Regions from separate parts of the Mus musculus genome. Here all the other regions are linked to region 1. The links are chromatin contacts, called in public Hi-C and HiChIP or PLAC-seq maps. All regions are on one chromosome and are shown on one strand. The core of a region is the stretch at or near the end of the contact, and the rest is flanking DNA. Distances in the headings are between cores, read along the strand shown. Region 1 has its middle 29 kb from the start of Gm34348. Region 2 overlaps Gm40838 (a long non-coding RNA gene). Region 3 overlaps Cyria (CYFIP related Rac1 interactor A).

Region 1 (2,865 bases), core at 268-2,767:
TTTATCACCCATCTCTGTACCACCACCACAAGATTGGCTCTGCAATTCTCCTACTTAGAGCACCATGACAACTGTCCATCACTCAGGTAATGTGGGACCACCTTCCAGTACCACACAGGGATTCTCTGCTGGCCATTCAGCACCTCCCTGTCTCTGCGCCAGGTGTCCCTTCTCTTAACACCAAAGTCCCAGTTATATGGAAATTCTCCCCTTCCTGAGCTTCCGGCTTTTTCTAATGGCCAGATGCCTTTGTTCTCTACATCCTTGTTCTGTTCTGTTCTCAGCTCCTGTGTCACCCCCCTTAAGCTGCAAACTCTGGGACAAAAGGCCAATAGTGCTTATTTAACATATCAAAGCGACCCCACAGCCAGATTCTTCTCCCAGCATCCCTCAGTCCCTACCTGTTACAGGGTATCCTTGCATACTCTGCCCTACAGTCTGAATTTTCCAGGGGCTGGGCTGCCCTTCCCCCAGAGGCTCTTCTCTGAATAATCCAGCCATTTTGGTTCTTGCCCCTTTCATTCCTTAGGCCTCCTGGCTGCTGAACCATTTCCCCCTCACTATCCTTTTCCTTCCCCTCCCCCACTCCTCACAAGGCTCAGAGTCATTACCTCTGTGGACTTGCCCAGATGTGTCTACCTCTGGCTTTGCTCTCCCTTTTATCTACAATAACCTTTCTCCTCCACCATTCCAAGGAGGGGGTCAAATTCTTTCCTTTTATTTCTTTTTCCTCCACTCATGCAGCTACAGGAGCCTGACCAATCTGAGCCCCCAGCAGAATTAGAGTATACTGCCCTCCTCTTGGTGGGCCATTTGTCCTCCCTCTATCATCTGACCGTACCTATGAGTCACCTCTGTCTGCCTGTTAATCGGGTGGTAACCGGAAATGGGACCACTCTGTCTCCTGAAGGCCTGGCCAGATGAAGAATTCATTGCAATTTGATGAATCTGTGAGAGACAGACCCAGGTTCTGAAGAGATGGCCTCCCGACTTTGTCTCTCTAGCCCTGTCTGCCTTCAGCTCCTGTAGAAACAGCTGCAGGGCTCACAGGCCAAACCCCATGGGTCAGAGAAACAACTGTCTTGTGAGTGTGTGTTTCCCCTCAAAACAAAGATTGCAACATCCTCCTGGCCTGGAGTTCACAGCTGTGGGAGGAGGTTGCACTGGGTAGTGCAGGGTCAAGGAGGCAGAGGTGGGGGTGTGGGGGACCGTTAGGTCTGAATAAGTACCGAGGTAGAGCTTAGCCCCACCCCCACCAAGCCGGGTGGTGCAAACACTGTGAAGAGCCCGGTTTTCCTTAGCTTCCTCCCCACGTTTTACTTTTCTCTGATATTTGATTATGTGTGAATTCCTTCTCATCCCCTGGGAGCTAGCACCCTACCGCCTTTGCAAAATATCTGAGTTACATTTTTGCAGATCGTCAAGCTTCAAGGGCATTCAAACGACCTTCTAGAGGACTGCAGTGTCTTGGTAAGTGATGCCCCCTGGTGGCCAAATGGAGTAGTTGCAATTCGCAGGGACCATGAAGTAAGAACCCTGGCTTTGTAATGGCCATGAGGCTCTGTTCAGCAGATGTCCCACTGTCCCTGAAGGATTGGCTGAAGGGCAACAGGGTTGTGTGTGTGTGTGTGTGTGTGTGTGTGGTATCAGGCCTTTAAGGATGCTGAAAGTTTACCTTCTATAATCTGAGTGCTAAAGAGTTGTTTAGAGACCCACCCACTTATTTCTCAGATGAAGCCAATTCCAGGGAGGGGAGAGGGAATTTCTCAGTCTGTATGACAAGTTGAAGAGGCAGAACAGGCATGTTGGTTACTGATTTGAAATTCTTTCCTTCTAGCATCTTGGGACACCTGCCATGAAGTCCTTCCTATGTTTGCTTTCTTTCAGAGGAAGAGAAGACCAGCATCTTCCCTCTAAATCTCCCTCGGTTGGGCTCCATCTCAGTCCTACTTGCTACAGGAAGTCTTCTACAAATAATCAGAGGACACATCCAAAGCTCTCCTGGAGCTGGTCCAAAAGTTAGACGGTAGAATTTGAACTGTGAACACATTGCATAGAAACAACCTCACAGGGCTTGACAGTCTAATGAAAAGTAATAGTCAGAGAGACAGAGAGGCACAGGTCGAAGGACAATTGAGGCACTATTGTGTATTTTGAAGAAAATAAGTAGGGCAATTTGGTAGAGGACAAGTTTAAGTGAGGCCCATGAGCATGGTCAAGGAGGATTGCACTAAAGCAGGGAGAACATTCAGGGAAGGTAGAGGAGAGGTGTGTAGAGGCTGTAGGTCTGGGGTGAGATTGGCAGGTCCCATCGTGGAGAAGACTCAAGAGGTGATAGACTAGTGGCCAGGAAGAGCACACCAGGGCAAGAGCAAGGAAGCCAGGCCAGAGGCACAATCTGATTTATAACTCACGTGAATCCCAGGCTATGGCACTGCCAGTCTCCACTTTCACACCAGCTCGTCTCCTCCAGAAAGTCCTTCACCACCCTACCAAGTTGGAGTCACTTCTCTGAGCCCTGGTGTTAACATCTCTGTGTCTCTATCATTGGGGCTATCCATGACACACCAGCTGTGGCTATGTCTTTTGACTACCCAGCATAGTAAGCTCCACATTCAGAGAGACAGAGACAATGGACCCAAATCTAGAACATTCTGCCAGAGGCAATGTGTCCCTATGCCACCGCTTCTTGGTGTGTAAGGTGAGACTAGAAATGCACATTGCATAGCTTTTTAAATAATTAAGTAATAAGTATAAAACGTTGTCACAACAATGGCAGGCACTATGTCACCTCTCGTTAAGGAGGAGATGTCCTTTCTGGGTATGTTCCCAGGCTAGCTCCAATGAGATCCATCCTAGCGTCTA
Region 2 (3,221 bases), core at 123-2,622, 71 kb before region 1:
GAACTCTGATTGGTTTCTTCATGGCTATTACCAGTCATGAGAGAAAAATCCAGCTAGTTTGCAATTTCCAAAGAAATGGAGAGATTAGTTTGTTAATGCCTATTTAGTTCTTTTTTTTCTTTTTTCTTTCTCTTTTTTCCTATTTGGGGAATTGAAATTTTCACCATGGCTTCAGAGAAATGAGGGGAGAGAGAGCCTTAGCTGCAAGGTAGCAACAGAGACTCTCAATTGCAGAATTTCTTTGAAGTTGCAGTGGTGAGTGTGGGAATGTGAGAACTGTAACCTTGTTCCCAAGAGCAAAAAATGACCCTGCCTGAGAGCTGCTGTTAAACTTACTGCTGCCTCCCCAAAAGGAATCAAGTGATCACTGTGCATAACCCCAACAAACAGGAAAACGCCAGAAAGGCTTAGTCATAATGCATGCATTTGTTGATGTTATTAAAGGTAGATGAGGGTGATCATGTTACTCAATGGGTACACAGACACATGAACAAGTGAATAATTTACATTAATGCCTGGAGTATTGAGGATCTTTTTAAATAGGCTAACAGGAAGTGTTAGAGAGAAACACCTATGGAGCGGGAGTCAGAGGACTGGAGTTTCAGTCTGATGGTGATGTTCTGTTAAGGATCTTGGAAAATACCTAACTAATTTCCCTGCAGGCTTTGGTTTCTTCTTAAGAACCTTGATATGTCTAGAAGGGTATGCCACCATTATTGAGGAAAAATTCAAATAAGGTTTCTTTACATACATAAAGGCTACACAATTTGTCTACAAATTGTAAAACATGAATGTTAATGCAAAACGAAACTGCAAAACAGCTTCAAGTTACATGACCAAGACAACCACATTAGGAGAAAAACAAAACAAACCAGCTGTTTTTCTTCAACTGCTGCTGAGAAAAAGCGGAGTGGTAAAGTGGATTACCAGTTAAACTGGCCTTCAGGCAGTGGTATTGGAAGATACATTTGGAAAAAGGAGCTGGATATTAAAAAAAAAGAAAGAAAGAAAGAAAAAAAGCAGACAGTGAAAGCCAGAGGGATATGAGTGTATTCACAACACATCAAATTGTAGACCACTACAAGCCATTGAAACTGAGAAAGAGAAAGTTCTAGAGAATCAGGAGCAATAGCTATACAAAATTCCCTATAACCACAGAGGAAACAGTAAGACCAACATTACAAAGAAATCAACACCGGGCAATGGTGGTGCACGCCTTCAATCCCAGCACTTGGGAGGCAGAGGCAGGCAGATTTCTGAGTTTGAGGCCAGCCTGGTCTACAAAGTGAGTTCCAGGACAGTCAGGGCTATACAGAGAAAGCCTGTCTCAGAAGCAAACAAACAAACCAAAACCAAAACCAAAACCAAACCAAATCAAAACAAAGAAATCAACTATACCAAAGAGGTGTTTTGTGTCAGGAAATGTTCAGAGACTGAGGCGAGCCTAGCACTAAACGCTAAACTTCCTCTCACTCCTTATATGATTTTATATAGTTCATTATAGTTTTCTGGCCCTGTGTCAGGCAGGTGCCATAAACATTTGCATTCTGGAAACTCTAGAAAGCACTTTAAAAATTGTTTTTCATGAATTTTCTTTAGAGCAGCACAATTGGAGAGTCCTAGTTAATGTTTGTCACTCCATCTATATAAACAAAGCTATGTGGCCACTTCCCGGGACTGCTGTTGGCTTAGTTTCTATACTAGGTCAGACCTTTTCTTTCACCTTGTCAGGAAGCCAAGAAGGAGTTAGGAGTAGAATTTGAGCATTGCCAGCTAATACTAGCTAGCCTAGGTACATTATCTTAATGAAGAGTTGTTTGAAGTTTGATGGAAACTCATTACAAACTAGTGGTTTGTGTACCTTTTGTGGCATCTCTACTATTACCAGCTGATTATCTTCAGTGCTAATAAATATTTCCCCTATTTCATTGTACATATGACACTGACACAGAGGCCTCTGATGAAACCTGACTCTTAGGCAGTGCAGTATCTGGCACACAGCAGCCAACAATCAGTAGAAGTCGCTTGGGTTAATGACGAAACGTGTTTGATGGCCATATGTCTGCCCTCTCTCATAGACACCTTGCTGAGACCCTAGCTTGTGCCACCCTGCAGCCTGATGCCTGGGTAGAAAGAAAGCTGAGTAAAAAGCAAGGCTGGAGGGTACCTGATAGCATGGTCTAAAATTCCTGAAAGCAGGCCAGCCAGGCTACTTCCTGGACTCTGAGTAGTGGCTACTCCACACAAAAGCCATTTTTGTGTTCCTTAAAGAGAGCCCCTTCTGATGTTTCTGTTCCCATCCTTATCTGATGCCATGTTTCTGCCAGGCAGGCTCTTCTGTTTCTCTTCATCTTCCCTATCGATTCTCATTCTTTGTGTCCACTGAGGCTCAGCCTTAGGTGCCCAGAGAGCATAAACAATAAAGAGGAGGTGGCTTCAGACAGACTTGAAGACAGGCTGGGGTTGTTGTTGGTGGTGGGGCTGATGCTTCAGGAGAAGGGGCAGCATTGTAATTACAAAGCCTCATCACATTTGCACAGAGGGGAAAGTTAGAGAAAATTCACCTTGGAAGGACTGAGTAAATTAAAGGAACACATAAGGAATAATGTTTGTGATTATTTTTAGAGATTAGATGTATTTTAGTGACATTGCTTCCAAATATATATGTGCTAATCCGTCAGAATATGGTAACATCACACCAATACTACCATCAGCACTACCTGGACTGCCACCAGGACCACCACCACCATCACCACTGCCACTACCACCACCACCAACAACAACAACACTACCACCACCACTATCACCATCCCCACTGCCACCCCTGCAACCCCCACCCCATAGAGTTCAAACACACAAAGACATACAAATCATACTTGGACACATTAAATATACACACTTAGACACCATATAAAATAACATCCAAACCAACTTGTTGATCTGGTACAAAGCTTAGTGGGAATCTTTGTAATAAACTTTAGAGCCATAATTTAGTTTCCTGGTGGGTAAAAGCGACTTCTCCTTGGACCCTCTCAGTATTGTTGGGTTCTCTGCTTGAGTGCATAGAAGTAGAAGTCACTTCAGGCTTTGGGACAGCAGAGGCCACTAGTGTTATTCTTGTTCTTATAAACTATACCACGTTGTAGTCTTTGCTATCTGAAGCACAACTATTACCTCCATGGCTTCCAGGAGTTCTGATGGCCTTCACGATGTAGCTGCCA
Region 3 (2,959 bases), core at 344-2,843, 120 kb before region 1:
TATGTCTGTGTCCCATGCACACGCAAGTGTGCCCTGCATATGGATGCAAGAAAATAGCCATGGATTCCCTGGGCCTAGAGTCATAAACAGTTGTTAGCCACCACATGGGTGCTGGGACTGAAACACACATCCTCTGGAAGAGCCACAAGTGCACTAAACCACTTTGCCATCTCTCTAGCCACAAAGTAAGCTATTTCAATTATAGTTACAACTCTGTCCCCAGTTAACTGTTTGAAATGCCTACACTTCTCCTGGTCATGAGTTTTCTTTTAGGAAAAGACTCGAAGGGTACTTTGGCAAAGATAGATGTGTATCAGACATTTGTCGGTGTTCACAGACATATTTGGTCATCCAAATTGAAGTGTGTGTAGTGCTTCTGGCTGGGGAACTGCTAAATATCCTACAACAAAGGCATATTTTGCACCAAATGTCAGCAACGCTAAGACTGACTATATTAATAACATATTTTCTTGCTGTGATAGCACACCATGACCAAAAGTGATTTATAAAGGAATTTATTTTGCCTTATAGTTCCAGAGGGATATAGACTCTGAAAAGGTGGGAAAAGCACAGCTGCAGGCAGCCAGAGCAGGAAACTGAGAAATCACATCTCCAGCCAAACTCATACAGCAGAGAGAGCCACCTGTAAGCGGGGTGAAGCTATAAACTCTCAGAGCCCGCCCCTCAGTGACATGCTTCCTCCAACAAGGCAGTACGTTCTGTAAGCTTTCCAAATATCCACCAAGGACCAGATATTCAAATATGTAAGCCTGTGGGAGACGTTACTTCTCATTCAAATGACTGCACTGAGAGGTCTTGCTGAGAAGATATTGGAGCTCAGGAGAGAAAGCAAGTCTGTGCATGCATTATCTATCCTTGAGAAGGAAAACAAAGCATCCAGATTCTTGGCAGGAGCCCTGGGAGGCTAGGCAAAGGGTTAAAACATTGATGTGTGCCCCATGGAGAGTGCTGGTGAGAGACAGCGCTCACTCTAACACAGTGCTGGGCACACCGCAGCTTATGGGATGCTTACTTGAAAGGTGAATGGGTCTATTCAAGTCATGAGACATACTCTCACACCGACCAACCCTCCATTGCACATAGAACCTCCACAGTGACACCCAGTGAAAGAGCAAACTTCTCTTCCTCTGGAAGGTGTTGAGCAGGATAATCTAAAGTTGCAACCTAAGAGTCTCAGCTTAGATAAATAATCGCTACCCTGCTGACAGTGTCAGCATTGGTCAGAAAGGTAATTTTTTTAAAATTTAAGTTCCTTTCAAACAGGGGTAGAGATATCTGGAAAGAACAGGTTTCCCAGCACTCCTTTGGGGAGGCAATTGTCAGAGACACGCAGCAGGAAGCCTTGCTTTCAATACATCCAAACCCACTTTAAAAAGACAATCCTTTTTATTCTTTGTACCACTGAGAATTGAAAATGCATTTAGCACAAACCATCCAAAGTGGAACACAGTGTCGTGTTAAGAAACACTAACAAACTGTGGTGAGCCCAGGGAACCACAAGAGAACCCCCTGGGGCTGGCTCACCTCTGGCCCTCACCAGGAACAGACCAATAGCAGGCTCCATACCTACTGCCTCAGAGCTCCCAGGGCCTGGTGTCTACAGAGCTGGGGGAAGAAGCTTAGCCACAGGCCCTTCCTGGAAGTCTCTGTGAGGATCCTGATCCACATCCTCACAGCACAGAGGCAGTAGACTTCTAAAAAGGAAGATGACAGAACAGGCGACCTCCCTCTGTGTCTCCCTGAAGATGTGAGGCCAACCATAAACCATCTGACTCACTCAGCCCTTTAATTAAAAGCCCAAGGGCTCAGAGCTAATTCTAGATTTGACGGGACCCAGTAGCGTCTCAGGCACCAGAAGTGCAAGCAGAGTAATGAAGATAATTTTGCCCTTCCTGATCTAAGAATGACAGCTGGCTCAGCTATAAATTACACTTCCAGAATGAATTCGAGAGCTGGAAGGCACCTGAGCAAGTACCTCTCCCTCCCTTTTCCTTGGGGATGGCTTGGCTAAAGTAGGGTTAAGGAGGCAGCTGATGCCCAGGCCTGGCAGCCTTGGCTGCCTTCTTCATAGACTCTTAGACAAATGCAGGCTTTAGTGCATTCAGTACCGAGTGCCACACCTTGCCAGAGAGAGTGGCTTTTACACACTCCCTCCTGACAGTTTCCCTGGGACTCAAAACAAGCCAGCTATAATCCAGATAGGACCTGGAGCCACAGGGGAAGTGGGATAGCTTCAGAGAAAGTAGTTTCCAACCATGGAGTCTAGAAGGCTGAATGAATGTGGCCCCTCCCATGCCTTACTCTCTCATTCCTCTTTCAAGTAAACCCACATTCCAGTGAAGTGGGTCTTATAGCCAGGCAAAGAGAAATACATTCCTCTGTTGGCCAAACAGCAAATGGATGTCTTTGATTCGACTACTCAGGCCTAGATAAATTTTCAAAAAGTTTTTAAAGTTGTAATAATTAAAGCAACAAAAGAACAAGTACCAGTCACTAAGGATCGTTATCTCCTCAGATCCATGTGTTGCACGCTAGTTCCCAATGCCACGGAATATGGAGGTGAGACCTCAGGAGCGACCAGGTCACAAGGCTGGAACTCTGTGACTGGGTGAGTGGGATTCATAACCCTTATAAAGCCTCGGACGGGCTGAGTTCCCCATTGTTCATATAAGCACACAGTTAGAGAGTGGCTATCTGAGCATTAGGAAGCAGACTGTCACCAGACACCAGGCATTGCAGCACCTTGATCTTGGACTCTGGCTCCTGGAACCATGAAGAATACATTTCTGTTGTTGAAGCCCTAGGTCTATCTATGCCTTCTGTACCAGCATATGACAATGGGTCCCAGTGAGACTCACTTTTCTGCATCACTAATAATCTCCTGATTTACTCAACTGTAACCTGGGATTTCCATGTTCTCATGCTGGCCGATATCTAT

What was found. Hi-C and Micro-C count contacts between places; a contact is called where the count stands out from the background. HiChIP or PLAC-seq counts read pairs in DNA pulled down with a chosen protein or histone mark.
Region 2: a contact with region 1 is called in a Hi-C map of CD4 T cells, with 2.1 times the contacts expected there. The contact joins two enhancer-like sites. A contact is called at or near these places in 1 of 15 datasets of contacts at CTCF or cohesin (large pre-B cells), 7 of 484 Hi-C or Micro-C datasets (CD4 T cells, CD8 T cells, the G1E-ER4 cell line and 4 more), 8 of 115 datasets of contacts at active chromatin or transcription factors (bone marrow-derived macrophages, embryonic stem cells, fibro-adipogenic progenitors and 2 more) and 2 of 9 other capture datasets (embryonic stem cells and embryonic trunk).
Region 3: a contact with region 1 is called in an H3K4me3 HiChIP or PLAC-seq map of bone marrow-derived macrophages, with 3 times the contacts expected there. The contact joins two enhancer-like sites. A contact is called at or near these places in 1 of 15 datasets of contacts at CTCF or cohesin (pro-B cells), 17 of 484 Hi-C or Micro-C datasets (the HPC-7 cell line, the STO cell line, bone marrow-derived macrophages and 11 more), 19 of 115 datasets of contacts at active chromatin or transcription factors (CD8 T cells, the HPC-7 cell line, bone marrow-derived macrophages and 13 more) and 1 of 9 other capture datasets (bone marrow-derived macrophages).

Annotation. Positions count from the first base shown.
Region 1 is chr12:12,175,058-12,177,922 of GRCm38.p6, reverse strand. No RefSeq gene overlaps it. Among named protein-coding and RNA genes, the nearest start is that of Gm34348, 29 kb to the right of the region's middle. Within about 2 kb of position 1,517, at least 165 of the 459 cell types and tissues checked have an H3K27ac peak or open chromatin away from gene starts, as enhancers often do. A contact at or near this core is called in CD8 T cells, bone marrow-derived macrophages, epiblast stem cells and 3 more, where this site is marked.
Region 2 is chr12:12,245,397-12,248,617 of GRCm38.p6, reverse strand. Gm40838 (a long non-coding RNA gene) reads right to left here. Exons shown (of 3, transcript XR_872478.1): 2 at 3,175-3,221. Among named protein-coding and RNA genes, the nearest start is that of Gm40838, 9.8 kb to the right of the region's middle. Within about 2 kb of position 1,372, at least 14 of the 459 cell types and tissues checked have an H3K27ac peak or open chromatin away from gene starts, as enhancers often do. A contact at or near this core is called in CD8 T cells, where this site is marked.
Region 3 is chr12:12,291,070-12,294,028 of GRCm38.p6, reverse strand. The region is part of intron 1 of Cyria (CYFIP related Rac1 interactor A); the gene reads right to left. Among named protein-coding and RNA genes, the nearest start is that of Gm34407, 3.2 kb to the right of the region's middle. Within about 2 kb of position 1,593, at least 50 of the 459 cell types and tissues checked have an H3K27ac peak or open chromatin away from gene starts, as enhancers often do. A contact at or near this core is called in CD8 T cells, bone marrow-derived macrophages, epiblast stem cells and 3 more, where this site is marked.